Regions from separate parts of the Mus musculus genome. Here region 2 is linked to region 1. A link is a contact called in public HiChIP or PLAC-seq data. All regions are on one chromosome and are shown on one strand. The core of a region is the stretch at or near the end of the contact, and the rest is flanking DNA. Distances in the headings are between cores, read along the strand shown.

Evidence for each region. HiChIP or PLAC-seq counts read pairs in DNA pulled down with a chosen protein or histone mark.
Region 2: a contact with region 1 is called in an H3K4me3 HiChIP or PLAC-seq map of the SCID.adh cell line, with 12 read pairs. The contact joins two enhancer-like sites. A contact is called at or near these places in 2 of 115 datasets of contacts at active chromatin or transcription factors (the SCID.adh cell line and double positive thymocytes).

What each region holds. Positions count from the first base shown.
Region 1 is chr12:107,763,120-107,766,495 of GRCm38.p6, reverse strand. No RefSeq gene overlaps it. Among named protein-coding and RNA genes, the nearest start is that of 4930465M20Rik, 29 kb to the right of the region's middle. Within about 2 kb of position 2,120, at least 7 of the 459 cell types and tissues checked have an H3K27ac peak or open chromatin away from gene starts, as enhancers often do. A contact at or near this core is called in the SCID.adh cell line, where this site is marked.
Region 2 is chr12:107,893,771-107,897,123 of GRCm38.p6, reverse strand. No RefSeq gene overlaps it. Among named protein-coding and RNA genes, the nearest start is that of Gm33341, 71 kb to the right of the region's middle. Within about 2 kb of position 2,028, at least 2 of the 459 cell types and tissues checked have an H3K27ac peak or open chromatin away from gene starts, as enhancers often do. A contact at or near this core is called in the SCID.adh cell line, where this site is marked.

The sequences.
Region 1 (3,376 bases), core at 871-3,370:
GTGTTTTCTATGGTCTTCATTAAGGCATTTATTCATATCCTGTTTGAACATATTAATAATTGATATCTTAAAATCATTGCTTTGTGTCCCAGCTAAATTGCTTTACTGGGGGCCTATTAAAATAGGGTTGCTGGATTCTGGGTAATGTATATTGTCTTGATTGTTATGTTTGTGTCTTTATATTGGGATCTAGGCATTGATGTTATGTTTGTGGTGTTTCTTGACATAGATATTTTGTATTACCTTTGTTGGGTGGGTGTTCTGTTATTTTGTTGCTGTTTTCCAATCTGGGTCCCAGCCATGTGTGGTGGCTTTAGGTTTCCTTGTAGAGTCGGGTTCTTTGGGCTGGTGGACAGTCACAAAAAAAGGAAGAATGGCTGATGGAGCAGGGGTTGGGTGAATGTGCCCACCTCTCTGCCATGGATGTGTTGTTTACCCATGAAAAGGCTTAACTTTCTCACTTGGAGGACAGGGAACTCCCAAATGCTCCTTAAACATGGTGTTGATTGGACAGGATCATGGAAGAGCCAATGTTTGCCATTCCCGATTCACTAATTCCTGAAACCAGGGAAGATCTGTAAGAGGCTCTCTCTTGCTGTTGGGCAGTACCTCCTGGAATATCCACCAGCATTGCTGCCTTCTATCTATGAAATGCTAGTCGCACCCAGACTTAGTCCAGGATACTCTAGGCTCAGAACTGTCCCTAGGTGAACACCACAGCTCTGAAAGCAAGCAGGACACAGCTCTCTAACTCATTGGAGAGCTGCCAGCTTGGAAATGAGGCCATAGAGAACCTCTCTTGGAAGGGAAGGGTTAATTCATGTCCGAGGGCCTTGGGTTAGTGCTCTTAAGAATGTGGCTAGAACCACGGTTCGGTGGGTAGAGCGCTATGCCACAGAGAATAAGGACATGATTTCAGAGTTCACAAGTGGAATGAATCAGTGGATATAGGATGTGCAAGTGAAGGAGCCTTCTTTCCTTGGTGTTTGGCTGTTGTAGGTTCACCTGGGTGTTTGTTAACGTGGACCCTAGAGTGATGGCCCCCTAACTACAAGTTTCCAGGGAACGTATCAGAGTTAGCAACTCCTCTCTCTCTTACTTTAGTATAGCCCTGCCCTAGCTCAGCATAGCTCATGTCTCAGTTAGTGCTGAACCGAGTGCCACTAAACGTTAAGCTCCTTGCTATGGCAGGATGGGTAATGGTAAGAGGAGACAATTCCTCCCTGGGGTGCCTGGAAAACGTCGAAGTCTGCTCTGGGTCTCTGAAGCTGGTCTAGTCTGTGCTTACATATGATGGCCTAAGTTGGCCTTACCTCCATTCATTGTTCCCAGTCCTGTCCCCCTGATGGTCTACAGAGAGGCAGGGCCAATCTGGATGTCTAGATTGATAGATGAGAACATGGTGGTCTAGGGAGCCAGTGACTTTCCAAGTGACTCTGGGCATTCTTTTTTTGTGGCAATGAATTCTCTGTCTAAAATGGTTCTAAGACACAGGACCAGAGACTCGTGCAGGAGAGAGTGTGGGGCCATGTCCTGAGTGACAGCCAGGTGACAATCATTTCTAAGACCACATTCTGCTCCTTCCTCAGGGTGCCACCAGCCTGTTTCAGGTCCTCCCTGTATCTTCTCTCCTCCTTTGGAACCTGGTCTCCAGTCTTGCTCTGAAGTGAACTTGCTCTATAAGTTCTAACAAGAACTATTATGCTCAAACTTCTTGTGGCTTTAGGAGATACAAATCTGTGGTAACGCTTCAAATTAAGTGTCGTGAATGAATAATTACTTTCTGAATCAGAGGCGTTCCATTGAATGGGGATCATTATTGTGTGTTAATTAAAATCCCACTGATTATTAAAATTATATTTTGGGGTTTTAATAACTCTATAAGGGACATGCAGATAAAGCTGAGAGATAGGCATTGGTATGGGCTCTTGTTAAACCTCAATAAATACTGGTGTTAATTCAAACATGTACTCATTGATTCATGAAACTAAGATGGGATTTTTACTTGAAACAGACATGGATGTTGTAATCGGCCCGTGTTTCTTTGGAGTCTGAATGCAGAGATTTTTTGATCTGTGTAAAGTCTGAGCTTGGGGCGAACTTCCTCAGGGTGCTGTGTGGTGGGGGAGAGCTGAAGAGCGTGGTTTGGATGACTCAGTAGGCTTCTGCCCAATACCTTCTGGGCTTTTCCAAAGACAAGAAAGCCGGAGTTTGGAATCCTCTCAGAATCTGATTAGCATTGGATCGGAGAGCCTGCGCTCACATGGGCAGGAATTCCAGGCCCTTTATTACTCTCTGTAGGCCTTACCTTTGAGAACATCCTATCTTCCTGTTGCTCTGAGTCTGACTGGGTATGTCTAGACCATGTTGAGTAATCTGTTCCTACAGAGTCTCCATTCTGCTGATGGCATGGATGGTTTAACCCCCTAGGCTGCCTTCATCTTCCCTTGCTCCAGTGGCCAGTGGAGGTGGCATCTAGACACTGGCATTGCTTAACACAGAAACAGTTGTATAGCTCGTCTAGCCTGCCCTTCCCCAAGTGATGTCCAGGTGGTCCCAACTTCTTGCTTCTGGAAGTTGAGCCATCTGAAACTTCTCAGAATCTTAGAAATGATTTTTCTAAGGATGGAGTGGTGTCCTGGGAACTGGATGGAGAAGCAGCATCACCCAGCTGGGCAGAGCCAAGCCAGTGCCAAGGGCTTTTTTTTTCTGTTTGAGAAGTTCATGCATTCATGTTTTGATCAGCTCCACTCCTCTTTTGTTTCTCCTCATTTCCTCCTCTCTCTCCGACTCTGCTTCTCTTTCCCAATCTCCTGTGCTTAGATTTTGAAAACCCCACTGAGTCTACTTCATGTTTCCTGTATGTGTGTGGGTGTGGATCCGTACGCAGGATAGTGGGCAGACATCCATGGGCACAAGTCTCTCAAGGGCCTCTGTTCTAATCATCAATAAAACCTTCTCTGATGGGTCAATAGTGCCCCATATTCTGTGTGGAGGGTATGGCCTTGGGGACTGGTAGAGCTGGAGACATCAGACTTAGGACCAGAAGTGATAGATGATGTTCAGGTGGGGGTTGGGGGCTGGATGTGAGCTGGGATATGTGTTGGGAAGAAGACCTTGGTGGGTGGTCTAGGCTGGAGAAAGGCTGGTTAGGACCCTTGATGACTAGTGTTTGTTATCAGTGTAACCAACAGTAGAGTCATCTGGTAGTCAGGCCTTTGGTCATGGCTATGGAGGTGATCTCGACTGTGTTGTGCTGAGAAGACCTGCCCACTGTGGGTGGCACCATTCCCTAGGTGGAATCTTGGGCTGTGTAAGTAGAGAGGGAATTGGATAGCAGTGGACTCACCGCCCTCTGCTTCATGATTTTGGATGC
Region 2 (3,353 bases), core at 779-3,278, 130 kb before region 1:
GAAGGCCAAGCCAAGTTACAGGGGAGACTGCAATGGGCACCAGGGGCTTCTGGGTGAGACTGACTGCAACAGGCAATGGGGGCTTCTGGGAGTGGCAGGAATGTTTTCTGTCACGACTGTAGCATTGGCTACAGGACTGAATACACTTCACAACATTTTCCAACTTGGTGCACTGAAAATTGGTGAATTTCACTGAATATACATCCCTGAAGGTGGCTGTCCACAAGAGCACCTGAAATGAACTTGGTACCTTTCTGGGAAAGCAGGAGGAGGCAAGTCTGGGAGAAGCACCCATCTGCAATCGTCCGTGTGACTTTAGCCTCTGTAGAACTCATGCTACATACGTTCTGACCATGCTCCTGTAAGACCCCGAAGGCCAGAGCAACCCCTGGCATTTCTGCTGTCCCATCCCTCAACAGCATGACCCTCCGTGTTCGCTCACTGATCAGTGCCTTCTCCCTCTCCCCAGCTCATTTCCACAGCCATATGCACTTTGTTGGACAGATGACATCACCTGTTAAAGCCTGCCATTGGCAAATGTGTAGAGCTCTGACCCTGCCCAGGAGGTCCATTTGTGACCTCTGGCCCCTATGACCTCTGACCCCACAGCGGGTCTCAAGTACAACTACAGTACTTAGTACTCAAGAAAGACCTCCAAGGGGAAATCACTGTGGGGCAGGACACAGGTGACATTCCCAGCAGAGAATGAACCTATGCCAGGGCCTCCCTGGCCCATGTTCCCCTGCAGCCCCTGCCCTCTGCTGCTCTCCCCAGATCACAGTAACCAGCCATACACTCAGGCCAGGGGACAGGGCCACTCACTACTGCTGGGACACCTTACTTGGAGGACTCTTACTTGGATGCAATAGGGTTCTGTGAGACTCACAGTGAGATGTAAAAATCTCCTTGATGTTTTCATGTTTAGCTGTTTGGATCAGAACTACTTTCATCAGGAAGATGGGTGAGCCTGCCCTAGAACACAAGCAAGCCCTCATAGTGTATAACCGTTCATTTACAAACTCTCTGAGCAAGATAAAGACAGATGCTTTCAGCATGCTTGCCTGTTTTAATATGCTGTGTGGGCTTGGTGGGATGACGGAGAAGCGGACATCTCACCTGCGAATCTGCAGCGTTGATGGAGGAGGTGAACAACAATAAAACCAAACTCAGAGAAGGACAAGTGTCCTGGGGGTGAAGGGTGAGGATGCTGGAACACCACTTTGCTTGGGGACCTCGTTCTACAAACCAGAAATCTCTCCTGGGCCTGGTAGATGGAAGAATCAAGGTAGTACCTTAGAGATCTGGGCAGAGAAGACAACCTCAAAAGGAAGGGATGGGCAGAGTCTAAAGGAATTTTAGAAGTCTAGTCCAGAGCAGGACAGAAGGAAACAGGAGGCTGGGGAGGTGTCCCAGCAGTAGTGAGTGGCCCTGTCCCCTGGCCTGAGTGTACGGCTGGTTACTGTGATCAGGGGAGAGCAGCAGAGGGCAGGGGCTGCAGGGGACCATGGGCCAGGGAGGCCCTGGCATAGGTTCATTCTCTGCTGGGAATGTCACCTGTGTCCTGCCCCACAGTGATTTCCCCTTGGAGGTCTTTCTAACTCTAGCTACTTGGGGGGTGGGGGAGGGAGAGGGAGAGAGGGAAGGAGAGAGAGAGAGACAGACAGATTCAGAGACACAGAAAGAGATACACACAGAAATTGTGCCAGAGAGAGAGAGACACACAGAGAGATACAGAGAGAGAGAGCGCACACAGCAGTCTTTCCCTGCTTGCACTAGCATGCAGGGTAGGGTAAGGCGAGTCTTCTAGCTTCCTCTCGATTCTGTAACCTCCCGAGTTGCTATGGAGGGAGGACCAGGAAGACTGGAAGACCAGTCTACAAGGTGCCAAAGGAAAGGAAAGACAAACCCTCTGAACACAGCTAGTCACCACCTTGTAAAGTGACAGAGAACAGGGCCCCAAGGGACTGTTCTATGCTCTGTAACATTTGGGTATTTATGGGAGGCAGTGTCATTTACAAAGGGACACAAACAGGTCAGCAGTAGTGACCTCTGTCTCCCCTTCCTCCATCCACCCAGTGTCGTTATGGTAACCAAGTGCATTGATGCTGCTTCCTGTTGGGTTTTCTCGGTCACCTGAGAAGCAGGGTAGGGAATGGAGCTTTTGCTTTGTGCTCGTTACATGCTGGGAAAATGTGTAGTCAGGTCCCTGCAGAGGTTCCCAAAATTTGGAGAAACCCGAAGGTGGTGAGATCACCTTTGAAAGCACTCTGCAGCTGGGCACATTGGCTCATACCTGTAGTCTTATCACTGAGGCAGGGGAATTGCTATGAGTTCAAGGACAGCTCGGGATAGAGAGTGAGACTTGTTTCAAACAAAAACAAACAAACGAACAAAAATAAACAGAGAAACAAACCAGTCAGTTAACCAACAAACCAACCAAGATCCCAAGACTTTTAGCTCCTTGGAAGGAGACCTGGGCTGGGGAAGTCAGAGAAGAACCCTGGGAAGGGGCGGGGAGATGTCAGGAGAAGCAGACTCTGATTCCAGTTTCAGCAAGTTTGTCATGCATTTTGACAACAGTGTAAAAGGAAAGGCTTTTGGGTGAGGGTCATTGGGGGAAGGAGAGAGAGAGAGAGACAGAGAGAGACAGAGACAGAGAGAGACACAGAGAGAGAACTCCATAAAAGGGCGACACACTCTCTTACACTTGCTAGAACTCTGCCTCTGAGCTTCCTAGCTGCTAAAGCAAAGAGAGAAATAAGCCACACCTCCTGCAGCATACAGTGTCTTCCAGAAGAAAATCTAGAGTCACATTGTTGCCCAAAAGTCCATTATAAAAATCTTACTTTACTGAACACTATTTCCCGGGGGCAGGCCAGGGCTGCATGTGGTGAGGATAGGGGATAGGAGGTTGTGAAAGTTGAGGAATCAGGGATGGGGGTAGCGGGGGCTAGGCGACTTGGGAAGATGGGGGCTAGACTAGGACCCAGGTTTGTAGAGTGACTATAGCAGCTCTCTATCCCAAGCTCTCCTAGCAATTCCTCTGCCTCAGTGATAAGACTACAGGTATGAGCCAATGTGCCCATCTGCAGAGTGCTTTCAAAGGTGACTTCAAAGGTGATTTTGTGAACCTCTCCAGGGACCTGATTACACATGGTTGAAGGAAGACAACCATGCCGTAGTCCAACAGAGGACAGGAATCACGAAGTCGGGTTCAAACCAATGTCACTACTAGAACTGGAGATGGCATTCCTGAGTCTGGTTGGTGGTGGCGGGACAGACTCAGGATTCAAGGATAGCAGAGACCTCTTGGAAAAAGTGAAGAGGTTCTGGAAAGAGAATTAGGTAGGATC